Linked DNA regions of Danio rerio: region 2 is linked to region 1. A link is a contact called in public Hi-C data. All regions are on one chromosome and are shown on one strand. The core of a region is the stretch at or near the end of the contact, and the rest is flanking DNA. Distances in the headings are between cores, read along the strand shown.

Region 1 (5,063 bases), core at 1,641-4,140:
AATCAATTAAAGGGCACATAGTTTACCCCTTTTTTCAGATTTATTATTAATATTATGGTTGTTCTGAGTGTGCCAGTTTAGGTTCAGTTCAACACACAGTTCAGATTTTTTTATTATAATGTGTTAAAAAGTGTCATGTTGGGGGCGTGTACACAGCTCCCTGTTTTAGGGGCGTGTAGCGTCACATGAAAATTAGTTTCGAATTCCAGCCCAGCATAACAAGGGGGCGGAGCCAAGAGCTCCCCCTCGCTGTGTTTGGCAACGGACAGGCAGACAGAGAGAAGCTGCATGAGTGAGAGGACCAGCATTCAGCCGTACAAATACGACTCTGACACAGACCAAGCAGAAAGTACACAATCATTTGTGTCTTTGTATAGTTTTACAGCCAATGCTAGTTTAAAGTGCCAAGCTTGTACACCGAGACTAATAACCACGCACACTGAATTAACTTTGACTGAGGCACCGGATGACCCGCTTAGAGGCGCGACAAGGCACATCAGACACGCACATTCGCATGTTATTTAAATAATAATCGTGGCTGGGCGCCGCAGACAGCCGCCGACTTGAAGCACCTGTGTGTGTACCCTGATAGAAACCTATGTTTATAATTCTAAAATGCATGGCGCGATGCTGCACGTCGCCGAGCGGAGCTTCTGGTGTGCGACCTGCAGGCAAGCTTGTTATTTTATTTCCAATGGAGAGACACCCACCCGAGGCAACGTGCTCGCCTAGTTAAGATCACAGGGAGCTTCTGTGACCACGAGAAATGCACATGGCTGAAGTTTAAGGTAGACGCAATGAAAAGTACACGTTTGCAAACCCACCTACAAACAAACTAAGTTACAAACAATAATTCCGATGAGAGCGATCATATGGTGAATGTTGATCTTGTGTTGACCCCAATGAGCCTTCTAAAAATAAAGCAAGGGTTTTCATTTAGTGACATCGATTTGACTCACACGCTGAAAATGGCGGACGTGAAACAACAAACTAAGGATGTTGATGCGCCTGTCAATCAATATTGGTGGGCGGGGGGACCGCACTCCTACTTCAAGTTGCAGTCGATCTGAAAACGGCTGCAATTGGTCCACCGTTTTTATGTTGTTAAATTGAAAAAACAAAAGGACTGTGTGTGTTTACATCACCCCAATATGACGGTCTATACACTATACCTACACACATGTCTGTCTAAACAGCTTGAAAAGTAGATTTTTCACCATAGGTGCACTTTAAGTTGACTGTTCTTCCAAATTTAATCAGACTGAACATACAACAACTAAGTTATGCCAAAAACACTCAAGAACTGTGTTTATTCAGCTCATTTTAAGGAAGTAGTTTGAACAAGCTACATTTTTTAGTGCTGTTGCACACTGAAAGAAAATATTCATTGAATTTACTTCTTACTTTTGCTGGATTTACCTTTTTACTACGTTTTTTTAAAGGTAAGTGGTTGCAAACCATTTATAAGGGCTGAATTTAAACAAACATTTTGGGCTCTATCATACACCCGGCGCAATGTGGCGCAAGGCGCGGCGCAATACTCTTTTGCTACTTTTAGCTCGTCGCAAGGGTCATTTTGAGGTGTTGCGCCACGCTGTTTAAATAGCAAATGCATTTGCTCTCAAATGTGCACCCATAGGCGTTCTGGTCTAAAAAAGGAGGCGTGTTTTGGCGCGTTGCTATATTGAGAAACTGTAAATAGTCTGATCTTTAGACCAGAACAAAGTCGGTCTATTGTCTGACGCAAAGTGCACCTGGCTTACACACTACACACAAGATGCAGAGCAATACGCAAATATCTTTACATATGAAAAATATATAATATCTTAAAGATATATATATATATATATATATATATATATATATATATATATATATATATATATATATATATATATATATATATATATATATATATATATTAAGGATATATACAGGATATAAATATGAATGATTAAAATATTACAAAACATATTAATTTCTAGCCTACATGAAGATTTAAAAACCACTGCCTTACTTTCTTCATCTCAGAAGGCTTTTTCAGTTCATTCAATTTGCTTTTGTATAATGTTATTATTATTAGCAGTATTATTTATTATATCCATATTTATATTTGTTTTATTAAAAACAAGCTTAGATTTGTCCACCTGTCAAATTTATACCTTATGGGGCATGGCAGGTGTATTTGGAAATAACTCAGTATTCTGACCACACTTGGTTATTATTGTTCATTTATTCGTTTGCTGGAAATTAGAACTGAATTTAGAAATAGTTTTGAAACAAATCTTTGCGCTTAACAAACAAAATTAATTATTTATAGGCTAATTGATGTGTGTGCGTAAAGGTTTCCCTATCCACAAGAGCAAAAGCGAAAGTGAACTTACTTTACATCAAAATGCGCTCTTGGCGCGACGCAGCTGGCTCTTAAAGGGAATGGGAGATGAGACTCTAATTAGTTTATTCTCAAAACACACCTATAACTCATTAAGAAAATAAACTCAACACTTTTAGACCATGCACCATGGCGCAAAGCAGATTTTCCCATCCTTAAATTAGCAAAAATGCGTTCTGACACACGCTGAAAGCGTTTGAGCCCTGCGTTTTGCACTCTGCGCATGGACCATCAAAATAGAGCCCATTAAGTTGAACATTACAACATTTAATTTATTTGTATAAATTCAGAACATATAAATAGTTTGCAACCACTTACCTTAAAAAAACAGTAAAGAAAATTCAATGCATTGATCTATATATGTTTACCACACTATAAAGTGCTCCTTTAAGTCATAAAGACATCTCACCACAAAACACAACTTCCTGTATTGCACAAAGCAAAAGGGTGGAGTTGAGCAGAGGAAGAAAGTGCCGCATCACTCCCCACTTCCTATCTCTCTTTCCATGAGTCGACAGATTGAGAAATGGAAAGAGACCGAATTAACCCAAACACACACAAGACGCACTATTTTTAGCCACGTCTATAATTCGACACATTGGCTAACAACTCCGCCCTCTCCACTCCATGATGACATCGCACCGTCAACAACCTGTTAGCAGTACTAGCAGAGGCCAGACTATTAAACTGATGGGCTCTTTCCCCAGTTAACCGCAGCTTACATCGGGGCTTCCCCAACGGCCTAAATAAACTGTATACGCAGAACGATGTCTGGATTTTTAATAGCAGCACATAAACAGATCAGCCTAAACACTCGATGGATTGAACTGATGTCATTGGTGTCGTAACGCAGGCATAGTTTGGTTGTGACTCAGTGCTCGTGATTCAGTCCCGTTGAAGAAAACTCGCCCTCTTCATCTGCATATTTGCTGGATGGCTCATACTGAGGGGATCATATGAACTCATCTGGCATATTTTTGTCCAATAGGCATCAATATGTTGTTTATTATTTTTATTTTTACGTGCCAGTGGTCTAGTGCGAATCAGTCAGACTCACAAGTTTCAGCTTACAGACTCTAAATTTGAAAAGTTAGGATGCAAAATATTGCCATTTGGAGTTTTTTTCTACAACAAGCATTTTTCTCAACCTCTCATGCTATGTTCAGTTATTTCATGTTAAAAGCAAATAATATAACCTATTCTTTGCCATAAAATTGAAATTACTAAAGAAAATTGCTAAATTTTGGAAGAAGATTTCAGATGGCCCTTAGTGGTTTTTGCATATATATACATATATATATATATATATATATATATATATATATATATATATATATATATATATATATATATATATATATATATATATATAGTTGAAGTCAGAATTATAAGCCCCCCTGAATTATTAGCGCCCCTGAATTATTAGCGCCCCTGAATTATTAGCGCCCCTGTTTATTTTTATTTTTTTTACCAATTTCTGTTTAATGGGGGGAAGATTGTTTCAACACATTTCTAAGCATAATAGTTTTAATACCTCATTTCTAATAACTGATTTATTTTATCTTTGTCATGATGAATATAAATAATATTTTACTTGATATTTTTCAAGACACTTCTATACAGCTTAAAGTGACATTTAAAGGCTTAACTGGGTTAATTAGATTAACTAGGCAGGTTAGGGTAATTAGGCAAGTTATTGTATAACGATGGTTTGTTCTGTAGATTATCGAAAAAAAAATTAGCTTAAAGGGGCTAATAATTTTGTCCCAAAAATGTTTTTTAAAAAATTAATAACTGCTTTTATTCTAGCCGAAATAAAACAAATAAGACTTTCTCCAGAAGAAAAAATATTATCAGACACAATGTGAAAATTTCCTTGCTCTGTTAAAAATAATTTGGGAAATATTTAGAAAAATAAAATCAAAAGGGGGCTAATAATTCTGACTTCAACTGTATATATATATATGGCGGCTTCATTGGAGTTGTGATTTCACTGCTGATGTCCTGACATTTTATCCTACCTATCAGATTATGCTACCAACACTATTTGAATAGTACTAAGGATGGGCTTAGGTAGGTTAAGGTGATATTACAGCTTCATATCAAATCTGTTGGGTAGCATATTGCACCATCACAATGTGCTATCTACTTTTTGAATAAACACTGACAAAAAAATACCGACAGTTTGTGCTGCCAAGCGATTAACCGCAAATAATCACATCTGAATTAAAAGTTTGGATTTACGGTGTATAAATATTCTGTTTATTTATAAATGGAACAAAATATAAAAAATATTTTCAAATAAAATATAATTTTTAAATTTTTTAATATGTTAACATATTGACATATATTTAAATATATTTGCTTTTTTTAAATATAAAATATATAAAAATATATAAAATTACGAAAAAACAAAACCATAATATTCACATATATATTTGTATTCATATATGATTTGTATTCGATATTAATAATCATTCATGTTCTTTTTGACTTAGTCCCTTTATTAATCAGAAGTCGCCACAGGACTGTGGACTGCAGGGGAAACCAGAGCAACCATGGAAACACAGCAAACTCCATACAGTGACCATTGTACTGCCCACTGCGCCACCACGACGCCCCTGATATATATATCCGGCAGCTAGCTCTCTGCAACTCTCATGGTTGCCCT
Region 2 (5,436 bases), core at 2,302-4,801, 34 kb after region 1:
TCGAATTATTAAAATATATTTAAAAGATGCATTATAATAACTGAAGCATATTATAAATAAATAAAAATTGATTGCTAACAAGTGGGTAAAACCCAGGGACAAATTTTAAATGGCATCTTATTTTAATTGTATTTTCTTTGACCTTTATATGTCATCAGATGACTCTTGCTCTAAATATGTCTGACACAAATTTTTGGTACACAGACTATTGTTGCACTGAATGACATTTAATCATCTCTGTGGTTAGATGTTAGGTGGCGATGTAAAAGTTTGTGTATGACAGCATTGTGCATTCGGCTTGTGGTTTAGAGAGTGTGTGTGTGTGTGTGTGTAGGGGGGCGGGGGGTATGAAGTTATTATTTTGAACACATTTTTGGTACATAATTTATCAGACTGAAGGCCAACGTACACATGTCAAGCGGGTCTCGGGTACAAATTGTTACCTCATCACTCTGTCTATTGCATCAGCATCTTCTGAGCACTTGAGCGCAGGTATGGCAGGCTGGAGTCCTGCTGGCGGTGGGTAATAGGAGTGCCGTGCCGCTGATTGGCTTCCATGAGGAGCGAGGAATTTTAGTTGGACACGTGGGAAATCTCACGGGCCACCCTGGCCTCCTAATTGGATTACATACAGACAAGTATGTCATCTTATTCTATTTTGTTCTGTGTTTAATAATATATGGCATTGTGTGTTGTTATTGTTGTCAATTTTTTTATATTCATGTGTATTATTTATTGTAGACTCCTGTTGTAGGGGTTGTAATATATATATATATATATGTTTTTTATATTACATTATATTATATTATATTATATTATATTATATTATATTATATTATATTATATTATATTATATTATATTATATTATTAGTCAACATTTGAAGTGGATCAATGGAAATATGCAATAAACAATATTAATATTTGTACAATAACATACATTATAAATATTTTAAAATGTATTCGAAAATAATGTAAAAAACTGTAGAAAAACTGCAAAAAATGTATATTTATTGCCTAAATTTTAATTTTGTTGTTCAAATAATGTATATGTGTGTGTGTGTGTGTGTGCACGTGCGTGCGTGTGTGCGAAAAAATTATATTACCTATCATATATCTATTATAAAAAAAAAAATATATATATATATATATATATATATATATATATATATATATATATATATATATATATATATATATATATATATATATATATATAATCTTAGTTCAATTATATATATGGAAAACTTAACTTATAAAAATTAATTATGTAAAATTAATTATGTACATTATATATATATATATATATATATATATATATATATATATATATATATATATATATATATATATATATATATATATATATATATATACACACGCACACACATACACACTACACACAATCAATATAAATAAATAAATAAAAATAGACATTTAAATTCTATAAATAATCTATAATTCAATACTAATAAATAAATATAAAATAACTCGATAAATAATATTCTCTTATATATATATATATATATATATATATATATATATATATATATATATATATATATATACACACACACAGTCTTGTCAGCAATAACTTTTTATTTATGTATAATTAATTTAGCATAATAACTTATTATTATTATTATTATTATTATTATAAATATAATAATATTATATTTAATAGTTAGAAGTCAGACAAAATTTGTAAAATGTTTACCTGAATTTTTGATATGCTTTATTAAATATTTCATTTAATTTGATGTTTATTACAACACAGGATGTCTTGCTTATTTGTATTTACATTTTTTTTCATATATGTCCATCAGTTATAAGTAGTATCAGTTTGAGTAAAATTTGTTTTATTCTATAAATCGGTAATAATCTGTAATTTGATAATATTTTCATATATTATATTATATTATATTATAGTCAACATTTGAAGTAGATTAATGGAAATATGTAATAAACAGTACTAATATTTGTGCATTAACATACATTATAAATATTTTTAGTTGTTTGAACTATGGGCTGGGAGGATCTGTGTTTCCCCTTCACTGTTATCCTCCCTACACAAAGTCAACCATCTGCAACAAGGGACAGTTTTTGTAATACTTCTAAAGTCTCAGATAAGATATTTTCTCCCTGCTTCTAAATTGGTGAAACGCGACCCATGACGTTTTGCCCTCTGCGGTCCCTTTAATGGCTGCGGGTTCCGATCGCTTTTCCACTTTGCAGCTCTCTTAACCGGAACCTCGCACACCAAATACAGACAGCGAGGGGCGTGGCCGGATCATGCCCTTATTTGGAGTTTCCACTTCAGTGGCGAACTTGGCGCTCGAGGCCAAAGCCAAGCCTACAGAATTGCCGCGCGCCTGCAATATTTACACGCGATTAACTCTCTGGCAGACACTGAGACTCAGTTACTGTTGCTTCTCCTGGACTAGATCATCTGTTGCAGTCAATAACCACTTAGCTGACTTTTTACCAATGATTAAGTTGGATTTTCATTTTTACTTCCAATTCCACTTCCACATGTGATTGCTTTTCAAGAAGCTATAGTTTCTCATGGATCTGTCATCTTTTAAAATACTGTCCGACAGCCCACGCTGACCATATAAAGAGCACTGAGAACTGCTAACAGGTGGTCACTGGAATGTACTTTGTAATAAGTGCACTAGTTTAAAGTTAAATGTTAGAATTTGATGACATGTTGCTTTAGATGAAGCCATTGTCATGAAAGGTTTATTGATTTTTTTTAAAAATAAGAATAAAAAATGAAAATAAAAGCGCGTGGCATGTAATTGTGCATTTACTTTTGCAATATTATGCAATGTATAGCATACATCACAGATGCTCTTAATCTGGCGCTTATCATTGTAAAACATTTGAGTGTCAATTTAAATCAGTCATAAAAAAGCATTACTATTATAATTCATTATATAATATTTTCACTTGGAAAAATAGTTCATTTGCTCCTCTTTACGACCGCTGAAATCAGGCAGAATGCACCCTAATTGCAATGCTGGCTATGTTGCAGCTTACTTAATAATATTCTAACTATTATAAAATTAATGAAATGCATTTTCTTTATCAATTCTCCGCTTTTTTATAAGTAAATTCACTTTTCCTATGCATTTTCAAGTGCAGCTTCATGCAGTGTAAAAGTTTCCCGCTGCTCGCTGTCGCGCGCTCTGACAGATCCAGAGAGATCCACGTTCACAGTGTGTCTTTAAAACAGTTTCCCTCTTCCAATTGTCGCCCAAACCGATGAAAATGTCCCTTTCGCTGCTCCGCCGTGCGCTTATCTTCCTGCTGCCGACTGTAATGTTCCACTATGAGGAGCTTCCATGTGACGTCGCGCGGCCGTCTAGCTTTGTGTGTCCATAAATGGTCATCTACGTCACGAAGTTGTTCCGTCCCCCCGCAGAACAAGAAAGCGTTGGAGTTCCCTGCGCTCGCAATAGAGCGAGCAGCGCTACACTTGTGCAATCACCACCACCACCAACAACATCATCTCTCCACTGTTCCAGAGACAATAACACTTGACAGAAATCACGCACAAAAAAACAACCCTCCTCGCGAAGAGACATCAGCGCCGTGCCCGTCGCGCGCTCGGATTTAATTTCCAAGGCTTCGAGGGTCTCCTGCTGTCGCTTTTCGGGTGATTTCTGAAGACGGATCGGGATTGAACACCTGTGCGCGCTCATTAATGACAGCCTGAAGAACTGCTATGACAGGTAAACTAGCGGACAAGATCCCTATTACCATGAGCAGTTTAATCAACACCATACCTGACAGTCTCTACCCAGAAGAAGACATCCCAACTTCTATGAACATTTTCGCAAACCCGGACTCCATTTCGCACTACTCGCAGATGAATACAGGTAAGGAGGAAAGCAAAAGTTTTAGAGTCAAGCTGTTGTTGGAGTTTGTAAGCTGCTGTTTGGTGTGCTTAGTGGGGCATCAGTTGCCGTGGAGAGCGCGCTGCTCGGCCCCGCGGCACCTGTTAACGCGCGAGTAGTGCGCGACTGTTACAGTAGTTTAATAATAACACAACTCCTCATACTGCTAACAGAGACTTTCCATGTCGAAAAAAAATGCTAAGCATTACTTCATGCAATTGTTCTTCTCTAATCAAAGACTTTATTTTAGAGTTAGTCTACTTAGAAGGCTAATAATAATATTAAACAATGCGTATAATACGCAATTATTTCAAGACATTGTTTATAAATAAATAGCGCTGTTGTTATTATAATCAAATGTATTATCATGACATTATATTAAGCATGCATTTAATGATTTTATAGACAAATCTGCTTTGTGGGCTTTGCGCTTTTTTCCTTCAGTGTAATTCTGCGATTTAATTGCGTTTGGTTTGTGGTGAAATTGTATTTCGTGAAGGTGTGTGGCTTTAGTTAAAATGTTCCCGTCACGTGATATGAGTGTAAAGTGGACAGGTAATATCAGGTAGCTAATAGGTATCACTTCAAACCCACGCGTCACGGGACGCGCGGAGCCTCCTTGTTATTTACTTAAAATACACATACAGCCATGAAATATATTAATTTTTAGAAACATTTATATATTAATCACGTGAAATAGCATTGGAAGCCGTTTCGTTTTTCACTATGTGCTTTATTTGATCTAAAACGCGTAATTTCGGGTTGCCTCCGTGATTCTTTCAGTCTATTATAGATATTTAGTTGTGTCCATATATTGTATTTAGTTATGCCATTGCCAATATTTTAAGGTTTTGATTAGTCAGTGCATAATACAGGATTGACCCTCTTTCTGACCCTCCACACGCGCGGGTAGGCGTTTAGATGCGCGCTTGTCTTCAAACAGCCCGTGAGAACACGTGAAACATCTCATTTAAAATATATATATTCACAAAATATATTATTACAATCAAATCGCGTAGTCTTTGTGTTATTGTTCACTTTATTCACGCGCCTTTCAAATGTCAATTATTGCGTTAGTTAAATCAATTTAATTTAGCTACTCAGAGGCTTAAAATAATACTATAATTATCGAGCAGAATTCAGCGAACAAAATACAATTATTTAATCACAATTGATAAGCTAATAATGGAAGAATATTAGGATTTTCCGTCCAGTCAGGTTATCATCTGTTGTTTTTTCCCCCTATATAGAGCCGTGTTTTTATTATTGTCGCAGTTTTTTTCTCTATCTCCCTCTCTCTATTTGAACTATGACATTTATTTATATAACTGTTAATGTAAAAAAAAAAACACACACACACAAAATAAAACTACACACACTCTCTTCATGGGAATTTCAGCTCTTAGTGTAACGCCATGCAGGCTTCTTACAACTTGATCATTTGTGAAATTAAAACAGAAGAGAGGAGTTGTTAAATATCGTATTATTATCGAGAGTGAAAGCATAAGATCTTTCGTCCTCTACTTGTACATGTAC

Evidence for each region. A called contact is a pair of places that touch in the nucleus more often than the background predicts.
Region 2: a Hi-C map of an unstated tissue shows a contact between it and region 1, with 4 times the contacts expected there. The contact joins the promoter of egr3 here to the enhancer-like site in region 1. A contact is called at or near these places in 2 of 18 Hi-C or Micro-C datasets (hematopoietic stem cells and an unstated tissue).

Annotation. Positions count from the first base shown.
Region 1 is chr8:60,485,886-60,490,948 of GRCz12tu, forward strand. All of the region lies in intron 6 of pebp4 (phosphatidylethanolamine binding protein 4), which reads left to right. Among named protein-coding and RNA genes, the nearest start is that of egr3, 34 kb to the right of the region's middle. Within about 2 kb of position 2,891, at least 19 of the 62 cell types and tissues checked have an H3K27ac peak or open chromatin away from gene starts, as enhancers often do.
Region 2 is chr8:60,518,916-60,524,351 of GRCz12tu, forward strand. It overlaps egr3 (early growth response 3), which reads left to right and starts at 3,552. Exons shown (of 2, transcript NM_001002647.1): 1 at 3,552-3,882. The coding sequence starts at 3,729.